Linked DNA regions of Sus scrofa: regions 2, 3 and 4 are each linked to region 1. The links are chromatin contacts, called in public targeted proximity ligation maps. All regions are on one chromosome and are shown on one strand. The core of a region is the stretch at or near the end of the contact, and the rest is flanking DNA. Distances in the headings are between cores, read along the strand shown. Region 1 overlaps LOC106510205 (a long non-coding RNA gene). Region 2 holds the start of VAV3 (guanine nucleotide exchange factor VAV3). Region 3 overlaps VAV3 (guanine nucleotide exchange factor VAV3). Region 4 overlaps VAV3 (guanine nucleotide exchange factor VAV3).

Region 1 (3,037 bases), core at 382-2,881:
CATGTGAGCGGTCTCTGGGTCAAGAATATTAGCATGATTATTAATGAATAGAAATTTAGCTGTGATTCTTCTTAGGTCTCCAAAGTTCCTTCTCACACGCTATCTTATTTATTCTTAAAGATAATATAAAGCAAAAATTCCAAAAACAAAATATCTAAGTTGTCCTTGAGGCAAACTGAATCTTGGGAAAAGCCTTATTTTTACAGGTATATATTAGCAAACTTATACCACTTTGAATCATAGAGTTTTATGGCTGAAAGAGATCATTGGACAGAGGGTCACCTGTTTTAAAGGTGGATCAAAGGCTCAGAGCAGAGCCAGAGCTTGGCAAAGCTCACACAGAAGCAAAGCGAGGACGGGAGCCCTGGTTTTCTCTCGTCCACCCAGCCTTCTTTCCTCCGCTCCATCCTATTTCCCTTACTGACCTCTATGCATTCTTTTATATTTATTTTTCTATTTTTTTTTTGTTTGTTTGTTTAAGGCCATACCTGTGGCACATGGAGTTCCTGGGCTAGGGGTCAAATTGGAGTTGAAGCTGCTGGCCTACACCACAGCCACAGCAATGCCGGATCCTTCACCCACTAAGCAAGGCCGGGGATCAAACCAGCATCCTCATGAAGACTGTTGGGTCCTTAACCAGCTGAGCCGTAATAGGCAACTCTATTCATTTGTTTAAATGCAGGTTTCAATTTTAAAACTAAAAAATTTTAATTACCCCTATTAGCCAAACCCATGTCCCTTCTTCTGTCTCCACCCACTGGCTTTAATCTCTGCTCTCGGCTGCTTTTTCTAAAGTTTAGAAACTTACCATCCTTAAAAAAAAAAAAAAACAAAAAAACCAAAAAACCAAAAAAATAAAACAGCTTCCCTTTGATCCTGCCTCTGCCTCAAACTCGCTGGCCCCTCCCTTCAGAGCACAACTTTCTGAGCGAAGGTCCACCCACACACCCTCTTCTTCCTTCCGCCCGCACACCCCTCAGCCCACTGCCCTGGAAGCCTGTGGCTGCCACGCCAGGGAACTCTCCTCCCTGCAGTCGCTCAGGGTCTCAGACCTGGCAACACCTGCAGATCTGTCTCTGCTGCCTGTGATGGCATTGGCCAGTCCTTCCTTTTTAAAACCCTCTCATCCCAGGCTCCAGGATGCCAGCTCTCCAGGGCTCCCTCCTCTTCCGTCTCCCTAGCGGGCACGCTGCTTCTCTGAGTCAGCAGGGCTGTGAGGCGTGGAGGTGTGGATGGGCCGGGGGCAGAAGAGAGGCACAGCCATCCCCACACGTGCTCCTCCCCGTCTCCTGCCTGCACCACGCAGCTCGGTAATCCTGTCTTTCCTTCCTGCATGTATTCAACACCTGTTGAGAACCAACCATATGCCAAACCGTGTACCACACCCTGGGGCCCCAGCGATGAAAGGTGAGTGTGCAATCTCTCTCCCTTCAGTGTGCACCTGCCTCCAAGTCACACCCCTCCAACCCATCCTTCTTCTGGAAAGTTCTGGCAGGTCCTGTCCCTCCCTTCTGAAACTCCTCCCATGGGTTTCTTTTTCCACCCGAGTCCTTAGCATGGCACAGAGCTCGGGTTTAATCCATGTGTCTAGCCATTCTCCCCAAGGAACACCCCGGTCACACCCAGAACATACCATTTCCCCAAACACACACAGCCTCTCGTGACTCTTTGCCTTCACGTGTGCTGTCCCCTCTCTCCAGGCCACCCTGACGTATCTTCTTAGGGTGGTTAAATTCTCTTCATCCTTCAAAGCCCAGGCAAAAACATCACCTTCCCAACGGCGCCTTGTCAACACCGCCTTCGTCGTTACCACTGTACACCGAACAAAGTCACTGCGACACGTATCACTTTAAATTGAAACTTGTTTCATGTCAGCCTTCTCAATGACTCTGAGAACAAAAACTACATATTATTTATTTTCACACATGCCTAATGCCCAGCAAAGTCCCGGGGAGACAGTTCTGAATGTAAACATCAAAAAAAAAAACCGTGTTGAATTAATCACTGTATTTTCGGTGGTGCCACAACTCCTCGGTGCTTGTGCTTCCCATCAACATTTCATGTGCTCTGGTTCTTCACCGTTGTCTCATCTCACTACTTCTTTTCATTCTATTTATGGGCTTCAAGGGGAAAAGGCAAAACCTGGCCTCTTTGCTCATCCCTCAGGCTCCTCTTCTTTATTAAATTGAAACCAAAAATACGAAACCACAAAAGGACTTTTGGTTCAAGCCCCTCCTCCTGTAGATAGCAGTGAGGACAGATTTCCTTTCACTGGATTTGATTTATTCCTTCATAATGGAATAAAAATTAACCTCGCGGAAACAGTACATACAGCCAGAGGTAATTCAATGACAAATGAATGAGATGTTACACAACAGCACAGCTTAATTGGCTCTTCTTGATTGAAAAGGCACAGCCTCTGTAGTGTACAGTGTGTAATTTCCTTTCGTTCTTTCTACTATTGTCATTGTGTTGCAATGGCTACACATCCCTCTTTGAAAACCAAGCCTTCCGCTCATCCTTTTCCTGCCCTTGTAAATGAACCACACCCACCCACCCTCGACGTCACTGGGATTGAATTAAAAAGTCACTACACAAAAAAGCAGGTCATTGCTCTGCCTCCAGGATGCTCCTGCCACCCCCACCCCCCACACTCGTCCATCCCATTATTTCTCCCATCCGGTTGCCAGGTTCCCCCACACTCGCATTTTTGGGGTTTGTACCTTGACCCCCTGTTTTCCTAGCAATGTGAATCAGGTTGTGTCTGGACCAGCCATCCCTCCCTCATCACAGCCAGAAAGCAGTGCCCTGCCTCTGGCCACGCTTGCCAGCATAAGCTTCAAGGAGCACCTTCCCCCCCCGTCTGCCCAACACACATAGCAGAGGAAGGAGACTGACAGGTGTCTCCTCTGTTCACAGTTCTGTCTCCACACTTTTAAAACTCTCCCCCTCCTCAGCTGCCAGCCCACCTTAGCTTCATAGAGCTCCCCGCTCCACCCCCAGCCCCACCCTCGCCCCACCTCCCCCCCCCATGAGG
Region 2 (2,973 bases), core at 428-2,927, 170 kb before region 1:
ATGCTCGTAACTTCACGTTTTGGTTTCTGTTTTTTGTTTCTTAGGGCCACACCTGCGGCATATGGAAGTTTCCCAGCTAGAGGTCAAATCGGAGCTGCCGCTGCCGGCCTATACCACAGCTACAGCACCACCAGATAAGAGCCACGTCTGCAAGGCCGGATCCTTAACCCACTGAGTGAGGTCAGGGATCGAAACCGCATCCTCATAGATACTAGTCAGATTCTTCTCTCCCCCCCCCCCCCCCGCCCGCTGAGCCACAGTGGGAACTCCTGTGTGCTCTACCTTTAAATACATACTTATTACATCATATGAAGTCAGTTCCCCTGCAAAAGGCACTGTTCTGGTTGCTCAGTAGCTGAGGCTCTATATCACTCAGGATTAGTGCTAAAATGTGTCGTAGAGGGAACTGTTTCCTCTCCCTTTTAAGCTGAAAGTGGTATTTTACATTCTGAAAGAGCAAACAGATTTGCTGAATTGTGTTTAACAGCTTTCTGCATGAAAAGTTTCTGATGGGACCAAGAAACTACCATTCCACTGCGATGTGACTTTGGGGCGCACTCAAGAGTGCACAGAGCCTTCCAGAGCTGCAATCTTCTTTAACCCCTGGAAGAGTCACCTCCAGGAAAGGCTCCAGCCACAGAAGCCAACCATACACCATACCACCTGAGCAAGCGCGCTGAATGAAAGAAAGCGGAATCTGGAGCGAAACTTCTCGTTTCCTGTAGCTGTTGAGAGAGGTTGGACTCGCTCCTTCCCACATGGCTTAAGTCGAGCTATAAACATAACCATGTAGCCTGCCAGCTGGCCACAAGCTCTGGGGGCTTTCGGGGGCAGCCGCTGTGCTGTGCTCCCTTTTCCTCCTTTTGACCAGTGTCATTCCGCACAGATAACGGTATGAGAACGCCCTCCACTTCCTAGAGTCCTCATTTATGTCATGGTTCCTCTTTCAAGAAAACATGGGGACGAAACGCAAAGCAAAAGAAGAGACTAAAGGCAAAAGTACCCCCCATCAGCGCCCTTCATCCCCCTCCATCGTCCCCATAAAAGAGCAGGTTCAAATTCCTTTTGTTGTTCACCGACACACACACACACACACACACCCCACGTAGGTGAAGGGCACCCAAGACAGCTTGTTCTTTCCCGCCTCACAGAAAGCCCTTACGAAATCCTCCTACCATCTCAGGACGCAGGGCTCTAGCATTCAGCTAAAGAGCTAATAAACCATCTCAAGTCAAGGTCCAAGAAGTGGTCCGCAAAGCAGAAGGCTGCGAGGCAGGGCACGCTGAGCGCACCTAGATGTTTGCATTTACACAAAGAAATTAGCCGGCTGATTAATGGGAGACGCCGGCTGGAGGCGGAGGCGCCCGCGCCGGCCTCCTTACCTGGGACATCTGAGGCCTCAGGTTGATCTCCTTCAGGTTAATAGAGTGCGCCCGGAGGTTGTTGAGCAGCTGGCAGAGCAGGACTCCATCGCGGAGGGTCTGAGCCAGGTCGAACACCTGCGCCGAGTCCCAGGTCACCCGGTGGTTGGCGGGCAGCACCTTGCAGTGGATGAGCCACTGTGCGCACTGCTTCCACGGCTCCATGCCCGACGGCTCCCGGACGCTGCCGGCCCGGGGCAGGCGGCGAGGATGCGGCGGCCGCCGCCGCGGTTCCTCCGCCCCGCCGACGCCAACGCCAGCCGCGGCGGGCCCCTTCCCAACGAGGGTGCGACGGTGCGAGGGAGCCGGCGCCCGGGCGGGTGGATCCGGGGCTTTGCGCGGGGTTCGGCTCCGGTCCCGGCCGAGGTCCGCCGCCGCCCGGCCGCCGCTGCAGCGCGTCCAGCGCTCTCTCCGTGCGCTCCGGCCGGCTCGGCGGCGACCGCCGCGCACAGGCTTCCGACTCGCGAGCCCGGCGCCGGGCAACTGAGCATGCCCAGCGCGCCGGCCGGTCTCGCTGCCGTCTGCGAGTCCCCAGAGGCGCGGGTGGGAGAGCGCGCGCCGCCCTGGCCTGGGGTCGGCGGCCCGGGCGCGGAGGGGAGGAGGCGGGGGCGGGATGGCCGAGGGGATCCCGGCGCTCCCGCCCACCGCCCCCCCAGGTTGGCGAGGCTCACACAGCCCCAAGCGTCTGAAGATCTTCTACCGGGACGCCTTCCCGGTTTGGGGAGAGAGTATCTGAACACTGTAATTCTGCGGGGGTTCCTGTTAGGACCCCCTAAACCGCGAGCACAATTTTTAAAGGATCTGAGAGGAGGGAAGGATTAATTGGGGCATCGGGACTCCCCGGGGGGAGGGCACAGAGCATCCTGAGAATGCAAGGCTGAAAGTTTTAGAGATCGTTGCCCCCGCAACCCTTCCACCCGCTAAATTCTCTTCCTGCAGATAATTCCAGTTCCTCCAAGTTAGTTGCTCTTAAAGCTGTTTGGGCACCTTAAAAGCGTGTGTTTGGAGACGCCTGCAGAAACCCGCCCCCCACCCCGAGCCTATTTCAACAAGAGATATTTTTCACTTAGAGATGGTGTCCCTCTCCCGTCGCAGGTTCGGAACTGTTGGGCGCCGCAGGCCCGGCCCTTTTGCTGACCGCACAAAAAACCTGCGGGAGAGAAATAGGCCTGTGAAACGCCCAGGAGTTCCCGGCGGCCACACTGCGCATGCGTGGGCGCCCCGGGCCGGGGTTTGAGAGCAGTTAACAGCAGTCTTCAGCGGCACGGGTAGGGCTAAGCTGGGGGACGTGTAGTGAAAGTTGGAACAGGACCCCAGAACTCTAGTGCTGGCTGAGCAGCGCCTGTGCATTTCTTAAATCTTTGGGGGTTGCCCAACGCTGGCCCCTTTTACTCCCACCGTCCCTCAAAACCAAAAATAGTGTTTGAATTCTTTTTCTCAAGGTATTACCACATCCAGCTCTTGCCGTTCTGTGTAAATGTGATTCTGGGTCACTGTTTCGAGAGGTATTCTTTTACATTTTGAAAATAAAAATGAAATATGAAATCTGGGA
Region 3 (3,317 bases), core at 273-2,772, 220 kb before region 1:
CATAGCCACCAGCCTACACCACAGCCATAGCAACACCAGATCCGAGCCGCCATCTGCAACCTACACCGCAGCTCATGGCAATGCCAGATCCTTAACCCAATGAGCAAGGCCAGGGGTAGAACGTGCATCTTCATGGATGCTGGTCAGAGTCGTTTCCAGCTGAGCCACGATGGGAACTCCTATTTTTAATAATTTAAAATTTTAATCATTTTAAAAAATGATTTTGGCATCTGACTGCACAAACCAGAAGCAAAGGAAATGTTTAAGATGAATTTTATGAGCTATATTCACAGAGAGATGTCAGAAGACCACAGGTCAGCTTCGGTGTGAGCTACCCAGTTTGTTAGTCTTTTGGCATTTCCTTGTGTCTAGGATGTATAAAAATCCAAGGGTATAAAAATGAAATTACACTGCTAACCACTCACAGAAATAGCAACAATTATTTATTCATTTATACTTTTATTTTTGGTCACACCTTGGAATGTACAGATTCCTAAGCCAGGGGTTGAAACTGTGCCACAGCAGTGACCTGAGCTGCTGCAGGGACAAGGCTGGGTCCTTAATCTGCTGAGCCACATGGGAACTCCTTTTTTTTTTTTTCTTTTGAGCAACAGAAACTTTTAATGCTACAAATTTTAATCAGATAACTAGAAAAATGTCTTCCTATCCTGCAGCGAAAACTGAATTCACGAGATACAAAGAAGGAAATACACTGGACCTTAAAAGTATTTGTAAATATCCAAGGCTAGATCCCAAAGATGATCAGGGTTTTTTTTTTTCATCCCTAGTGAAATATATGAGAGCACAAAAGGACCTCTCTGTCTCAAGATAATACTCTATGAATTCTCTAGCCCAAAGCTGTCAGCATGGTTAGCCACTAAACTTCCACAATAACTCTCAACCTAGGTAAAGCAGATACTTAAGGAAGCACTAACAGAAAAGTGCGTAACTGTCGCAATGAGATGTTTTTCCATTTAACTTTTAAGACTTCAGATTGTTTTATACATAATAACTATAAATGTCAATATCTATACACACAAAGAGATGACGATGACGACGATGAAGATGAAGAAAAAAGATAAACACAGATAGCGGCAGAGTTCCATAGTGGTAACAAACCTGACTAGTATCCTTGAGGACGTGGGTTCGATCCCTGGCCATGCTCAGTGAGTTAAGGATCCAGCATTGCCGTGAGCTGTGGTGTAGGTTGCAGATGTGGCTCGGATCCTACATGGCTGTGGTTGTCGGGTAGGCTGGCAGCTCTAGCTCCAATGTGCCCCCTAGCCTGGGAACCTCCATATGCCACAGGTGCGGCCCTAAAAACAAACAAAAAGAGCAAATACGGGTCATTTTTATAATTACCATAAATACTGGTAATTTTATGATTAGCATTGAGCTAGTTGGTAGTGAAATTCTAGCACTAGGAGACAAAGTTGATTGTGCCAACAGAGCCAGCAGATCAGAAATACAAGGATTCAAAGGGCAGCTGACACAAGAAGCTCGCTTTTATGTTGCAACAGGAGTGTGCAACCAGCATTCCTACGCCCTGCCCAATGGAGCGTGTTGTCTGGTCGCTCCAGTCCCTCCTGTGTGCAGTGGACTCACGTGAGCCGTCTTTGGGTCCCAGCTCCAGTCTTCGGCTGGAAAGGCAAATTACTTGAGCCCTAGAGCCATCAGCCTCCAATGAGGATTAAATAATCTCCCTCCGTATCACTGTGAGGAGCAAGTGAGCTCATCGCACACGAGAGCCCTGGGTGACCTGTGCTGCACAGAGCAGATGGGACATGTCTCTATTTTCACAGAGAAGACCCTCCTCCAGCCACCCATCTCCAGGGTGCCAGAATGTTTACAGAGCACTGAGGCATTCTGATACAAGGAGGAAGCACAAACTGTAATGAAAGTGACTTCAACCAACATGTGAGCACTCGGCAGGCACAGCTATAGGCCCGGCACTGCACTGGTCATTGTAGGAAACAGAAAAACAAAAACCCAAACATCAGGATTTGGTCCTGTGGCTCCATAAATAAAAACCTTCAGGAGTTTCCCCTTGTGGCTCAGTGGTAACAAACCCAACTAGTATCCATGAGGATGTGGGTTTGATCCCCACCTTCACTCAAAAGACTAAGGATCTGGTGTTGCCATGAGCTGTTGTGTAAGTCGCAGACACAGCTCAGATTGGCTGTGGCTGTGGTGTAGGCCGGCAGCTGCAGCCCTGCTTCCACCCCTAGCCTGGAAACATCCATATGCCACAGGTGCAGCCATTTAAAAACAAGGTTTCACTAAGGAAGCAAAACCAGTCCCGTGAAACGGTAACAAGGCATAGATGCCAGCACATGACCAAGGGGCTAAACTTTTTAAGTGGGACTTACTTCAAAACCTTAAAGAAAGGGAAATGTTCTTACTTTTAATGGACAGAAAGTTTAAAGGTGGCATTCAGCTGGGAGAAAGAGGATAAAGACAGGTATCAAGGCAGGAATTATCTGTGGGTCTGATTAGGGATTGTCTTCAGCAAGTGGTAAAAGAGCAGAAATTCTTTAGACTATGGGGAACCAAGGAAAAATTTTAAACTGAATCCAGTGGGCCTGAAATGAAGACTAACATGGATCTAAAGGTCACAGGAAATTTTGCCCACGGTAACAGTCGCAAAGGCAGAGGCTGAGGCTGATTGGGAAAGTTTTAAGAAATGCAAAAAAACCTCAGTCAGCAACAGGCTCATTTCCAAATCTAAATTCCTTGCCCTGTTTTTTACCCACAAATCCGCAAAGGCCCGAGTGGGAAAAAAAAAGAGGTCATTTCCGATAAGCCAGAAGAGACGTTAAGGTGGACTCATCGCCATCACGTGGCTCACACCAGGCTTGGGAAGCCGGCGGGGTCGGGGCGGGTACAGATTTCAAGAGAAGCATCTGGAGAGGAGACAGAGGCAGGTAAAAATCATATGTGACCCCGAAGAAATTATTGGATCTCCATTCCTCAGTTCCTTCATCTAAAGAAGACACTGTACACCTTCCAGCATTTTTTTTTTTTTTTTTTTTGGAGGTTCCCAGGCTGGGGGTCCGATCAGAGCTGTAGCCACCAGCCTACACCACAGCCACAGCCACACGGGATCTGAACTGCCATCTGCAACCTACACCAACAGCTCATGGCAACTTCTGGATCCTTAACCCACTGAGCAAGGCCAGGGACTGAACCCGAAACTTCATGGTTCCCAGTCGGATTCGTTAACCACTGGGCCAAGACAGGAATGCCACCTTCCAGCATTATTTTGAGATTTAAGTTATTAAAAAAAAAAAATCTGGAAACTTTGGGCAGTATTTAAA
Region 4 (3,212 bases), core at 661-3,160, 250 kb before region 1:
CTAGAGTATCAGAGAGAGCCTTCTGGAGTAAGTGGAAGAGGAGCCCCTGCAGGGTGAACCCGCGTCAGCCACAAAGGTAGAAGGAGCGGTTGATGTTCAAGGAGGGGGAAGGGAATCGCCAGCCTCCGGTGCAAGGGTGTCTCAGGTCAAGGGCACAGGATGCAAATGAGACAAGACGAAGAAATGGAGCAGGGTCGGGGGCAGGGGGGCAGTCGTGGAGGTGGTTCAGAATCAACACGACACTGCGGGGAGCAGCAAGAGCAGTGCCGCGGGGCGGGGCTGGGACCCGCAGGGCAAGCCCAGAGGGATGGGGGCTTCATCCTAGCAGAAACAAACACTGAGGTTTGAAAGAGGGAATAGAAGACTCAGTTCAGGGTTTTAGGGCTATTAGAGTAATTCTGAGTGTGTGCTATATACCACGATCTATGCTAAATGTTTATGTCTTTTAATCCTCAGAACAACTCAATCAGGAAAGCATTTTTTTTTTCTTTCTGTCATGTATATCGAGGCTTAGATGTTCACCCAAGCTTACATAACTGCATTTGCCAAAGTAATGGAGTCATAATTCATATCCACACCGTCTGGCTACAGAGTCTACATCCTTAACCACTGTGTTACACTAGCTCCATTTTGCAGTGTGCAAAATTAACTGTTCTTCTTTTCTCTTTACAGGGGAGATTAGGAGGAGGGTAGCTAAGGAAGAGGACAGAAAGCTGTCAGAGTCATTTAATGAAAAAGTTACTGGGTGATTTGGACTAGGAGGGTCGAAGGAGCAAGGGAACGAATTCTGGCAGGAAATATGGAAAAGAAATGCCTGGCAACTGATTGAATATGAGTGGGGTGGAGGGAGTGGCGTGAGGGAGAAAAGAAGGGTTGAGAATTATACCCACTGCTCTGCCCTGGGGTATTGCACAGGCAGCGGTGGGTAGTCCCTGAAAATGGTCACTTAGCAAGTTAGGGAACAGGGTATGTGAAAAGGGGCCACCAACTGAGTCAATGATTTTTTTTTTTTTTTTTTTTTTTGTCACTTTGTCCTTTTAGGGCCACTTCCTCAGCATACGGAGGTCCCCAGGTTAGGGGTCTAATTGGAGCTATAGCCGCGGGCCTACACCACAACCACAGCAATGCGGGATCCAAGCCGCGTCTGCGACTTACACCACAGCTCACGGCAACGCTGGATCCTCACTGGGCAAGGCCAGGGATCGAACCCGAAACCTCATGGTTCCTAGTCGGATTTGTTTCCGCTGCACCACGACGGGAACTCCTGAGTCAATGAATTCTTGACTTCATATGGAAAGGCCCAATGAGGACAGATACTGCAGAGCTTCTCTCTAGGGTATATCCAGTGACAAGTGACACATCCTGATGACGCAGCCAGCAGTCTTCAACCACCATGCTCACCCCCTCTGCCCCTTCAGAAATACATAAACAGCTGGCTGATTTATTACAAGGTGGAGAAAAACACTCAGGAAAGATGCAGAAAACTTTCAAAAGAAGAAAGCTTAACACTGTCAAGGTCTAAGACAACCTGAAAGTTACACGTCAGGCCAGAGCTCTCTAGGTTAGAAGATGTTTCATAACCAGGTAGCTATCACAACAGACAAGGCCAAGTGGCTTTTTTCATGGTGCAGCCTCTTCATCGTTCCCACTTGAAGGCTAGTGAGATCAATGTTACAGAAAGGAAACATTTAAAGGTCAGGCTGCTAAAAAGTTCACCATAAAACCCTTCAAGACTCTCTTTTCCCTCTACTCCTTTTATTAAGCGTATGGCTTCCTTTTTCCTCTATGTGTGCAGAAACCATTTTGCCTTTTCTCAATGCTATGAATGCAAATAGGATCGCTTCCCCTTTCTTGTTCTTGTACTTCTCTAAAACTGTCAGCAATCATGGACTGGTGTTAACTGAGGCTACGTAACAGAAAAACCTCTGCGGCTTGTTGTGAAACGAGTTATTTCAATCTCATCTGAGACAGGGTATCTTGTGGGAAGGTGGACAATTTCTAATACAGCTTCACAACCACGTGGATGTGCTGACTTACTCCAATTTTCGCAGGAGCCACCAAGAGCCAGGCTCATTTCTTGGCTTCTTGATGGGATACTCATTATCCCATTTGAAGGCAAGACTCTGAATTTAAGCGTCTGGCATAATCTGAATTATAAGTGTGGCCATTACAAGCTGATTGACGGTGTTGAAAGGCACAAAAGAGACCGTGATGAAGCCCATCTACAAATATTAAGGTCCAAGAAGTCTTCCTTCTTAGCTGAGACTTAAGCCAACCTCTCCCCAGCACCCCTGGCATTCTAAGTCGTCCTCTCCCCTCTCCAAAGGCTACCATCATGCCTTGTAGAACTAGTAGGCAGGGAGGCAGCTATGGAAGGGAAATACTAATAAATCAAGTTTCGCCCTTACCTTGGTTTTCTGTGTCTGGCCCATTCACCAGACTGTCCTGTGTCTCTCTCTCTACCTCTGTCTTGCAAAATTAGGCCAACTAAATCTTACCTCTTTTGGAAAACTTTCTTTTTAAAAGAAGGAAAAGAAGAATTTGTATTTGTATGGGGACCTCATTTGTCCCTTTCGCTGGAGAGGCGGTGGGTCCCAACAGAAAGGGCATCGTCACCATTGTTCTATGAAGAATCCCCTCTACAGATGCTGCCTGAATAATTCTGAAATAGTTACGTGCATAGCATCCGTTCAGGACTACATAATACCTTCAGTTTTTCTGATCCTGTTATTATAAATAAATTAAGACCCTAAATCTAAAAAAAGGATACAATGAACTTCTCTGCAGTACAGATACTGACTCAGACTGTGAAAACCGTGTGGTTTCCCAAGGAGACAGGTTGGGGTGGGGAGGGATGGGCTGGGGGTTTGGGATGGAAATGCTCTAAAATTGAGTTGTGATGACCATTGTACAACTATAAATATAATAACGTTCACTGAGTTAAAAGCAAAAAAAAAAAAAAGACCCTAAAGAGCACTCAAGGAAGAAAGCCAGAAATGGAGGAGGACTGCTTCTCAGCTCCAATTTTGTGCTCAAATAACTAAACTACAACTCCCTTATATTTTCAGTAAACTGAAAGCCAGTATTTCCACTTTGATTATTGTCTAGGCTGCAATTCATTTTTAGAGGATAAAAATTTAATTACTTCATCCAAAATGTAATAATAATTCAGGGGGTCCCATTGTGGTTCAGCAGGTGAAGAACCTGACACA

The links.
Region 2: a contact with region 1 is called in a targeted proximity ligation map of alveolar macrophages. A contact is called at or near these places in 3 of 5 promoter capture datasets (fetal liver and liver), 4 of 47 Hi-C or Micro-C datasets (embryonic fibroblasts, retroperitoneal adipose tissue, skeletal muscle and 1 more) and 1 of 2 datasets of targeted methods (alveolar macrophages).
Region 3: a targeted proximity ligation map of alveolar macrophages shows a contact between it and region 1. A contact is called at or near these places in 1 of 47 Hi-C or Micro-C datasets (epiblast stem cells) and 1 of 2 datasets of targeted methods (alveolar macrophages).
Region 4: a contact with region 1 is called in a targeted proximity ligation map of alveolar macrophages. A contact is called at or near these places in 1 of 47 Hi-C or Micro-C datasets (skeletal muscle) and 1 of 2 datasets of targeted methods (alveolar macrophages).

The regions. Positions count from the first base shown.
Region 1 is chr4:111,648,750-111,651,786 of Sscrofa11.1, reverse strand. The region is part of intron 1 of LOC106510205 (a long non-coding RNA gene); the gene reads right to left. Among named protein-coding and RNA genes, the nearest start is that of SLC25A24, 70 kb to the right of the region's middle.
Region 2 is chr4:111,823,775-111,826,747 of Sscrofa11.1, reverse strand. VAV3 (guanine nucleotide exchange factor VAV3) reads right to left here and starts at 1,677. Exons shown (of 28, transcript XM_021090110.1): 1 at 1,383-1,677. The coding sequence starts at 1,586.
Region 3 is chr4:111,871,021-111,874,337 of Sscrofa11.1, reverse strand. All of the region lies in intron 1 of VAV3 (guanine nucleotide exchange factor VAV3), which reads right to left. Among named protein-coding and RNA genes, the nearest start is that of VAV3, 48 kb to the right of the region's middle.
Region 4 is chr4:111,900,614-111,903,825 of Sscrofa11.1, reverse strand. All of the region lies in intron 1 of VAV3 (guanine nucleotide exchange factor VAV3), which reads right to left. Among named protein-coding and RNA genes, the nearest start is that of VAV3, 77 kb to the right of the region's middle.